Linked DNA regions of Hordeum vulgare: region 1 is linked to region 2. The links are chromatin contacts, called in public Hi-C maps. All regions are on one chromosome and are shown on one strand. Each heading gives the region's core, a stretch centred on a gene start, on an enhancer-like site or on the middle of the called end of the contact. The rest is flanking DNA. Distances are from core to core; before and after follow the strand shown. Region 1 holds the start of LOC123427650 (GDSL esterase/lipase At5g45910-like). Region 2 holds the start of LOC123408314.

Evidence for each region. A called contact is a pair of places that touch in the nucleus more often than the background predicts.
Region 1: a Hi-C map of seedling shows a contact between it and region 2, with 2.8 times the contacts expected there. The contact joins the promoter of LOC123427650 here to the promoter of LOC123408314 in region 2. A contact is called at or near these places in 2 of 6 Hi-C or Micro-C datasets (leaf and seedling).

The regions. Positions count from the first base shown.
Region 1 is chr1H:155,343,348-155,349,216 of MorexV3_pseudomolecules_assembly, reverse strand. It overlaps LOC123427650 (GDSL esterase/lipase At5g45910-like), which reads left to right and starts at 3,283. Exons shown (of 4, transcript XM_045111745.1): 1 at 3,283-3,637; 2 at 3,733-3,948; 3 at 4,063-4,491; 4 at 5,315-5,822. The coding sequence starts at 3,298. The coding sequence ends at 5,553.
Region 2 is chr1H:155,079,515-155,084,634 of MorexV3_pseudomolecules_assembly, reverse strand. LOC123408314 reads right to left here and starts at 2,269. Exons shown (of 2, transcript XM_045101446.1): 1 at 1,414-2,269; 2 at 899-1,021. The coding sequence starts at 1,853. The coding sequence ends at 937.

The DNA.
Region 1 (5,869 bases), core at 2,034-4,533, 260 kb before region 2:
ATCTCTGCTAGTGTCTCTGCTGCTGATGTGAAGAAATTCAAGCAACTCGATTCTCAAGCCAAGAATATCATATGTGGCCATCTGAGCCCAGGACAGTTTGGAAGAGTAAGTGCTTTGGGTTGTGCAACACTGATCTGGGAGAGACCGTGCAAAGTAAATGAAGAAGTATCAACCCAGCGTGACTCTCGTGTTGATATTCTTCGCAATCTCTTCAATCGCTTCAAGAGGCATGACAATGAAAGCTGCCAAGACACCTTTGATCGCTTCACTGACATATCAAATGAACTGCAAGCACTCGGAGCTCGAGACATTACTGATCACGAAGTTGTGAAGAAACTGCTGAGATCTTTGGATTCTTCATTTGATACTTTAGTTCTCATGATTCAAGAAAGATCAGACTACAAGATGCTTGATCTAGCTGATATACTCGAAAGGCTAAATACTCATGAATTCGACGAATTATTTTAGTTATACCAACAAGACGCCCTCGACAAATCTATCATCAGTGCCCATTGTTTGTAAGTATTATTAATTTATGTCATTAAGTCTTACTCAGCTCATTCTTGCATGTATAATCTTACTCATCACTATATTAATTTTGCAGAATGAAGATTCTCGAATGCAAAAGAGGACAAATCTATGACATTGGGTTCATTGACCCATATTTCATTCATCACCAAAGTCTCTCAACGAGTCAGCGCGATACAGAGAATAACTTGGTACAAGGGTTAGGGTTTGCCGGTACCAAAAGGGAAATACTATTTCCTTACAACTTCAAGTGACTCGTTATTATAAGTGTATAATTGACTCGTTATGCGTGCGCATGTTTCATTTTATTTTGTTAATCATTATACCTGACAAGGGAGAAGTAATAGTCATGGACCCGAAACGCACACCCCTCGATGAATGGACGAACATGCAGGATTGCCTACAGAGGTAATTTCAATCATTATGGCACTATATCGGCAACTTCTCGTTCATTTCCTGATAGCAAGGAATAAATATAGAACTTTTTTATTCATTTCCTTTTCTTGACAGGGCTGGAAACGGTTCATCGCCAAGGCTCGGGGTGATTGGAAGTCAGAGCTTACATTTAAACGAATAGATGTAAGTAACTACTAGCTAGTTCCGCGCATATCTTTATTCTAGTTTCAATACCATTATAATTCTTGATTATGTTTTTGATTGAACTCTCTTCTTGTAAAGTGCTTGAGGCAGGAACATGGGAACAATTTATGTGGATACTATGTTTGCGAGTTCATTCGCCAGACGACCCATGAGAAGGGCAAAAACCGCGACATAAAAAAAACTGAAGTACGATAAACAATACCCACAACTTTATTTTATTATCGTGAATTGTGTTCGGTTTCATTGATATATATATAGACCCATTCTTTAAATTAGATCGAACGGTTGCGGAACGGTCTTCTACCACAGGAACGTGTACGAGCAATTTAAGAGGAAATTGTCGGATTCTTAGATGCAGAGGTCCTAGGTGTGAAGGGAGAATATTATTGCTCGTCGACTAGAATGGTATGAAATGTTATAGTGTAAAAGAGACATATGTGCATATGTGTAACTCGTTTCAACATTTTGTAATATGTTCGACAAAGCACGACGGGTGAGATAGTGTAATATATTCGTGACGATGATGTGCAATATAGTTGTTCTTTTATTATTGTGTATGTACCATCCAATTTAATGCAAAATAAGAATTAAAAAATGTCCAAAACAAATAAATGGGAAAATTGAGGGCAGCAAAATAGCCCCATCCAATTTAGTGCAAAATCCTAAACCCTAAAAATTGATAAAAAAAAGCAAAGAAATAGCCCCGGTTCGTAATACGAACCGGGACTAATACCCCTCCCCCTCGCTCTCAGCCCCGTCACATGGAAGGTCTTTAGCCCCGGTTCGGGGCAGAACCGGGCTCATTAGTCCCCAACCAAACCGAAGCTAAATGTCCTTTTTCTACAAATACGTCATATAATATAAAAATATTTTTATAATATAGTATTAAAAACGTTTTTATATTATAGGACGGAGGGAGCAGTTATCTCTGATGATCATCATTTCCTTCGGAAACCTTTTGCTGAATCAATTTGATCAACGCTGCAGCTCTGTTTCTGGCAGCTCCTCATTGATCAGCGCAGCTGCAAACAGAATAACTGGACACTTTTTTTATAGAGCCCACATCCCAATCACTTACACGTTGCAGTTAGCGAGCCGTTGAGGAATGAAAGGCCGGTAACCTTCCCTTGTCCGTTTCCACCAGCCGGAATCTCACGCTCACACCACGCTCCCACTTTGCCCCCGCTACCTTTTCTGGTCGTCAAGTGAACTTTTTTACGATCTCCATGGTACAAAGCGCGGCCAAAGTCGTTGGCGTCACGCACCCGAGATATAAAAACTACCCCATAACATACGCCTTCCCTTCTTTTTTTTCTTTTTTTTTTGCGGAAGGGATAACATACACCTTTCCTTGTACAGGCAGGTAGGTGTCAATGGCAGAGGCGATACGACTCGATTGCGCAGCACGATGGGAGGATACGCTGTGGTGGCTGCCCATGAACCGTCGTGCGTGGATAGGGATGGGGGTGGAGGTTATGGAGATAGCCAGACGTCCAATAATTATTTTCTAACGCCTACCTGAGGAGTGTTAGTGCTGCCCCTCTCTCTCTCTCTACTGCGTGCCCTGCCGTATGATTATGATGCCTTCTTCCCTTTGACTCTAACCCTCGGCCCTGCCCAGATGAACATGGGAGAGAAACATGTAATAGTACTAGGAGGAATCTTGATGATTTTTTTGTTTGCTTATAGTAGTACTATATAAATAATATAGTGTCTATAGTAGTGCGCTGCTATCGTCTACTGTGCGTACAAGAAAAACATTGGGCTTGCACATGAAGATGCATGTGTGTATGTGCTCTTCCAACAGTGGCGAAATAGGTTTTGTCCCCCTTAACGGCTAGTAGATTATCGTTAAGAAGAAGGTGATAAACATATCCCTTCCGTGTCAGTGATAGCTGTCACCAGGTGACACATGCCCTCAAAAACCCACCAAGCAAGCAAGGCATGTGTTCCATGTCTTGCTACCTTCCCATCAAAGCCACGTACCTCTCCATTCATTCATCCATCCATAGCTTGACCCATCATAGCTAGGCCACCCACTGAGAAGGGAAAGTTGTTTTTTAAACAAGGTGACATAATTACCACCACGTACCCTCGCAGTAGTAAGTTGTAATCCATGTGCCCTGCTAGTATATAACAATCCCCTAAGCACTCTCTTTTAGCCGTTCAATGCCCGCGTCCCCCCCCCCCCCCCCCCCCCCTCTCTCTCTCTCTCTCTCTCTCTCTCTCGTTTCTTCCGCGAGCACACTGTTTGGTGAGGGGCCAACTTTGGTGGTGACCATGGAGAGGACGCCGTCGTGGTGCATCCTCCTGTGTCTGGCCGCCGCTTGGGCCATGGCGTCGGCGGCACCGCTGCCGCAGTACTACAACGCCATATTCAGCTTCGGCGACTCCTTCTCCGACACGGGCAACTTCGTCATCATCAACTCCGGCAAGCTGCCCAACATGCCCAAGTTCCCGCCGCCCTACGCCCGCTGCTCCAACGGCCGTCTCGTCATCGACTTCCTGGGTACGTAGCGTACATGCTCGATCGGTTTAGACGTGAATTACTGAATGGACGATTGGAGATTGATAGTTGGCCGACTGATTGATGCGTGCATGCAGCCGAGGCGTTGGGGGTGCCGCTGCTGCCGCCGTCGGCGAACAAGGGCACCAACTTCAGTCAGGGCGCCAACTTCGCGGTGATGGGCGCCACCGCTCTGGAGCTCAAGTACTTCAGGGATAACAACGTGTGGAGCATCCCGCCGTTCAACACCTCCATGAAGTGCCAGCTCGAGTGGTTCCAGGAGGTCAAGGAGACTGTCTGCTCCTCCCCGCAAGGTAGCTAGCTAGAGTAATTAACGCAAGGCGCGCGCTGGTCAAGGGGAGACATCGGTTCTGAGTTTTCTTGTCTGTTTCTTGAAAACAAAACAAAAACAACGAAATAATTTGCAGAGTGCAAGGAGTTTTTCGGGAAGGCGCTTTTCGTGTTCGGCGAGTTCGGCGGCAACGACTACAGCTTTGCGTGGAAGGCGGAGTGGAGCTTGGACAAGGTGAAGACGGAGATGGTGCCCAAGGTGGTGGAGTCCATGATCGGCGGCATCGAAGCTATTCTGGACGAGGGCGCGCGGCACGTGGTGGTACCGGGCAACCTCCCCGCCGGGTGCATCCCCATCACGCTGACCATGTACCCGTCCGAGGACCGCAGCGACTACGACCCGCGCACCGGCTGCCTCAAGAAGTTCAACAGCGTCGCCCTCTACCACAACGCCATGCTCCGCATCGCCCTCGACCAGCTCCAGCGCCGCCGCCCTGACTCCCGCATCATCTACGCCGACTACTACACCCCCTACATCCAGTTCGCACGCACGCCTCACCTCTACGGTCCGTCTCAGTCTCGGTCTCAGTCACCTCCCTTTTCCTCCTTTGATTTGATTGACCCCTTGTTAGTTCTTCCTTCCTGGTACCAGCAGAGTAGAGTAGCGTGTGAGTGCTCTGTTCTGCTCTGTTTCAATGTGGAAGGGGGCACCGGCCACCTTCGTGGCTGTTAGTTCCAGGTTCAGCCTCTCAGAGCTGGTCACGCACTAGCATGTCAGTTACGCAGACCGGCGCGGGTAGTGACTAGTGATTGAGCGTCCACCGTCCTTTTGGCAGTTTTACGCGTCGCGCGAGGATCTCGGGCCAGGGCAACAAGGCTGGTCCTGATGAGTGCAGTGCAGTGCAGCAAAGGTAGTGTTCCTACTTCCTAGGATAGGCATCATAGGGGGTATTGATGGTGCTCTAGATACGCCTGTGTCAGAGGCCAGAGCAACATCGTTGTTGTGACTTCACCTGCCAACACGCAACACGCAGGACGCAGGCATAGCTGTTCCTCACGCAGTGGTGGCATCTGCTAGCTTGGCACAACGCACAACACAAGACTGGGTTCGATCGATCCATGCTCAGGCCAACCTGGCACTGCATCGGCTTAATCTCCGCCCATTATTAGTTAGGGACACAACACAACTGCCATCTGCTTTACATGATTGAACCACGTATACCTCATCTAGTAGGAGTACTCCACTAATTAACACGGCCTCAGGCCTCGTCGCACGCTCACTCATTACGCAAAGACAACTTTATTAAGTAGAGACAAAAGTAGAGCAGAAAGAAGAGAGTATTTGTCCAAGATGATAGTAGCAATAACGAGATTTGTGGGCAAGTGCAGGGTACAAGAGGGGAGCCCTGAGGGCGTGCTGCGGCGGCGGTGGCCCGTACAACTACAACATGAGCTCGTCGTGCGGGCTGCCGGGCGCTACGGTGTGCGACGACCCCGACGCGCACGTCAGCTGGGATGGCATCCACCTCACCGAGGCGCCCTACCGCTTCATCGCCAACACCTGGCTCAAGGGCCCCTACGCGCATCCACCCCTCGCCAGCGTCGTCCGCGACGACATGGTCTATTGATTCGTTGTTATTAACACACATGACATGATGATCCATGACTAAACTACACCATACGTTCGTTTCTCTACGTGTGAACCACGCCTTCATACAATTCCGTGTGCGTGTGTGCCTGCGGGTTTTGGTTTGTAATGTGCTTAGCAAGTTACATAGGCCGTGTCACGGGAAGGTGACCTCCAATCTTTTTGACGCCTCTACAGTCTTGATCTCAGTTGGAGGCATTGTAATCGTTGGTTGTATATTGGCAAGTAAATTGATTAGGTCTTTTGTTATTGTTGTTGTTGTTGTTGTTATTATTGTTGTTGTGTCGGCTGTAAGT
Region 2 (5,120 bases), core at 1,020-3,519:
ACGCACACGGATCACAACCTTGTTTAGTTCTATATTTTTTCCAGATATTTTTGAACTAAAATTTTCAAATTTTAGATTTTTCAAAAATTTCGGCCTTCATGGCTCCCGCGAGCCAAACGTCCGTTCTCTATAGTTCCCCTTTATAAAAATTAAGGCAAGGCAACAATATGAAGAACCACCACCATATCTATCAATTAGATGTGTATTTCGTACTCTCGTGGAATAAATATTCTGTAAAGATAAAGAGGCAAACATCAGAGAAAATAGGAAGACCGGATTAAAGACATAGGATGACTACAAAACCCAAATTCATTTTCCATGTCCTCACCATAATATGATAGTTTTCAATAATACTGCTAGAGCATAATTTTCATAGGCATCCCAGAGTTCTGATGCATTGTCAAGCTATACATAATCTCAGCTGACTTTGCTTCTAGGAAATAGCTACCAAATAGTATACTTCCTCCTTTCCTTTATGAAACTTTAGGCAAAGGCAGTCACCTACATGTTGGTGTACTTTCATGTTTAAAAATCGAGAGACGGAAAATTAACATAGGAGTACTCAAGTCTTAGAATCTTATGACTTTACGATTCAAACTAACCTCTCTGATTTTACAATTTTCCTCATAGGATCTAAGTTTCTATCATCCCGATAGTTATGAAGCTACGATTCACGATCCTACTAGTGGAGCTCCGATCCGATTTAGAATCGCGATTCTGACAACCTTGCCAAAGGCAGTGTGTTAGAATATAACTTGCAAGTAATAATCAGAATATTCAGAATATATTTCAGATTCCACATCCATTAATCGGTGAAGATAAAGTTGATTTTTATTTGACATTCAATCAAACACTGCCATTCAAATTGAAATTGAAGAAGGTAGAAAGATCCAAGTCACAACAAGGAGAAAAGCTATCAATTGATGAATTACATACTCATAGATGTGGTGACTGCATCCTCGTGCGGCATGGAGAGACGGGAACACAAAGAGGAGATGCAGGTGATGACACTTCTGCATGGCTGCAGGCGGCAACTACCTCAGTGGGAAAGAAGTGGGCATGGTAAAATTCTTGACAACACCATGTATTCAGGAATACAAATGTTAATATCATCTTAAAATTAAGGAGTACTTGATGACTATAAACATGACAGTAAAGATGTGCGTCATTGAAAAATCAGAAATGAAGTTTAGAACCACGGGTAGATGGCAATAGTCCGACTATAAACATGACAGTAAAGATGTGCATCACTGAAAAATCACAAATGAAGTTCAGAACCATGGGCAGATGGCAAAAATCTTCAGTAGCTAAAAAGGTGATTCGGGACATACTCTTGCTTAAATCAATTTGAGGGGTATTGGAATAAAAGTTGAAGCAGCAAATCATTGTGGGAATACGGTAAACAAAACAAACCTGAGATGGAAGACCTCCGGCACGGTGGCCTCATGACTGAAGGTTCTTGGCGCGACGGCGAGCTCGAAGTAGCACTCAAGGGCATGCGCGAGCATCAACGCCTCAAACACCGCCATGCACGCATCAGACATGTGCCGCAGCTGACAACCCATCGCTCCGTCTCCTCCCCCTTCCCCCTCCGACGCTACCCTCAGCAGGCCTGCCGCATTGCAGAGCACGGCGCACGTGCGTCGTATCCCGTCGGCCATGCGTGTGTCCTCTACGCGAAGCAGAACCGATGGCGTCCCGACGTCCCGCCACACGAAGCAGAGCCGATGGCGTCCGGCCGCCTCGGCGAAGCGCGGGGCGACGACGTCGAGCTCGCGGTGTAGGTTCCCACGTGCGGCCACGACACTCTTCTTGTCCAAGTAGGTCTGGACGAGGTGGCTGCAGCAGCGCATCAGGTTCCTCAGGTCGCTGTCATCCTCCGCGGTCGAGGTGTCCTCCTGAAGCCGTGCGGTGTTTTGCCCGGGACTAACAGAAACGGCGCCGGCGACGCCGGCGGACGGCGGAACGGGAACTGCATGATCGATCCTCTATCTGATTTTGGGCATGTGGTGTCGCGCTGCGGTTGTGGAGAAGCGCCCCGATCCAATTCTGCACGCCACGCAGTCGTCGAAGCACGCCTCTAGGCCTCTCTTTCTCCTCCCCTCTTCTCTCATCCTCTCCCGAAGGTGCGACGTCGGCCCGATCGTCCTATTCTGAAGATGCGCCGCCAGAGAGAAGTAGGGAGGCGAGGGCGAGCGGGCTGGGGCAGAGATGCTGTGGGGGCGAGTGGCGGCGGCAGCGAGCAGCGAAGGCAGGCGGGTGGGGGGTCCCGGGGGCGAGCGGGGATGAAGCGGTTGGCGTAGCCTTTACTCGGTTAATTGAGGGAGCGGGGACGTGCGTTGCCGGCTGAGTGTTTCGTTGGCGAGTCACTTTCGTTAACGAAGATTTTGAGGCCGTTGATGGGATGATTAGATGGATGAGATTATGATTTGAATCTGTCTTCTAGTCCATTTTTAGTGGTAGTAGATGCACGAGGGTTCGGCTTACAGCAAGTGTTAGAATAAAACCGAGGCACTCCGTCAATCATCCGAGGACCACGCAATCACACGAGGACGACACCGAGATTTGTTAACGAGGTTCACCGATATGGCTACATCCCCGGGGCATGACTATGGGCGCTCCTCCCCGTGACACCGTCACAATACCGCACCCGGGCCGTCTTGGGCGTCGGCACACGCCGGCGGCTCCCCTGCGTGCCAGTGCTATTATGTTGGCATACGTGTGTCTAGCCCCGCTATATATGAGAGGCCTAAGATACAAGTGTCCTGCTTGGACATGACTTCATATCCTATCTAAACACAATACAACTACAAGTCCAACTATAACCTACCTTGTACACAATATTCGACACAACTCTAACAAACTCCACCTTGGCGAATATTCTCCACCACATTAAATTCGTCCATGCGTCAAACTTCCATGTACATTGGACTTGAGCTTATCCCATGAGCACCGCTGCTACTCCAAAGGCTCCATGTGACTCCACCTGCAACTTGTAGTTCCTTCTTTTTCTGACCATAGTCAACGCTCGAACGAAATTAAGCTCCACATTACTCTTGTTGTGCTCCCAACTTCCAGAGTATCCAACAGCATTACACACCGATCATTGACTTGCGTGAAAGTGAACAACTCATATTGGGTGTCGCACATAAGAGTTACCTGAACTCAACATCACCGCTCTTCCTTGACCGCCCGTCTGAAACTTGAAGGAATTTCCCCATTGCTTGTAGTCATCCCGAGTCAAATTCGCAGTTGTCCCACCACATGTATGACCACCAGAGCCCTGGCCCGTCTCCATGCCCCGTGCGTACCGCACGCCTCGCCGCTATTACCGCGTCGACCTCCGCTGTCCTGGTCGAGTATCAAGGGTCACGAACCCACACCACTCAACCACCCACTGTAGAGTACCACCGATCATCATCGACCGGTGCCGAGTATCACGTCTCCATCAGACCCCTGGTACCCAGTCCGATCTACGTGTCTCTCGCTATCCGCTGAAATAGGCTTCGACTCTCCATGTCTTTACGCCGTAGCCCATCTATCAGCACAGAGTGAAGTCTTCCACCAGACTCCAGCTCCACCATCAACATGACTTTATGTAGCTCGCTATGCTACCCCGCGCCCTGTCAACTTCAAGCTCTCATGTGTACACTGCCTTGAATCAACCCCACGCATAGTCTTGTCGAAGCCGCACAAGCCCCGAGGCCTGCACCACGTGTTTCCATGCCCCAGAAGTCGGTCACCATCAACATCAGCTCCTATGTCGTCGCCGTTGTTGAAATCACCATCGTCTTTTGCTTTGACCAATATCTGTGTCGATCCGTCAGACAGTCCCTGCCCGTCCGACCCAACCGAAAATATCCGACTGCAACCATGCTCCATCCTGTGTCATGTCCGCCCATGACCCAGCCCGAGGTCGCTACGCCGCCGTCATATGAACCGATCTCATCGAAACCGGAAATATGCTATATGTTGTTGCACGAAGATGCTGCCTCATACCTTCCAGGAAACCGAATAGAACCACGCCGCACCATTAACCTTCCGCAGTTGTCGATTCAACCAACCGAATTTTGCACAATCAATCCGACGAATCTTTCGCTCCTCACCTCTAGACCGACGATTTGCAGCCTCCTTGAACCTTGCTCATGATACCACTTGTTAGAATAAAACCGAGGCACTCCGTCAATCATCCGAGGACCAGACAATCACACGAGCCCAACACCGAGATTTGTTAACGAGGTTCACCGATATGGCTACATCCTCGGGGCATGACTACGGACGCTCCTCCGAGTGACACCATCACAATACCGCACCCTAGCCGTCTTGGGCGCCGGCACACGCCGCCGGCTCCCCTGCGTGTATGTGCTATTATGTTGGCATAGGTTACATCATGTGTCTAGCCCCGCTATATATGAGAGGCCTAGGATACAAGTGTCCTGCTTGGACACGACTCCATATCATATCTAAACACAATACAACTACAAGTCCAAATGTAACCTACCTTATACACAATATTCGACACAACTCTAACACAAAGGTGTCGGCGGCGCGCGGCTCGGCATGGGCATCCTGATGGTGGTGGCAGTGTGCGCCAAGGTAGCCGGCATGAAGCGAGGCGAGCTGATCTAGCTTCGATGCTTCGGCGAACTCCAATAGGAACAGGCTCGTCTCTGCTGCGTCGTGAGGATGCACGAGCATGTCAATAAAGTGCGCCTCGAGCATAGGGTCCAATGTTTGCAAAGAGAAAAGGGTCAGGAAAGCTTATGGTGATGAATCTCTCTGATGAACCAGCTCCAGCTAGCAAGATCCAAACGGGGACGGCAACGGCTACGAGCGGCATGTGGAAGAGCGAGATAGAGAAATGGAACGAGGGAGTCCCGGGCTATTTGTAGGACAACTTTTTGGAGGAGGGTCGGCTTCGAGGATCGGATCCCAGAGATCACAGACACGGGGCAGCATGGAAATATCCCTCTTTGTTCCCTGCAGGAGGAGGAAGAAGGTCGGGTGGGTCCCAGCTTCAGGGTGTAACGAGAAAGAGAGAGAGAGACTAGCGAGGCGAGAGAGAAAAACAGCTTCGGCGGCTCGTGGGAGTATCTCACATGCGTGGGTGTGTGCGAGTG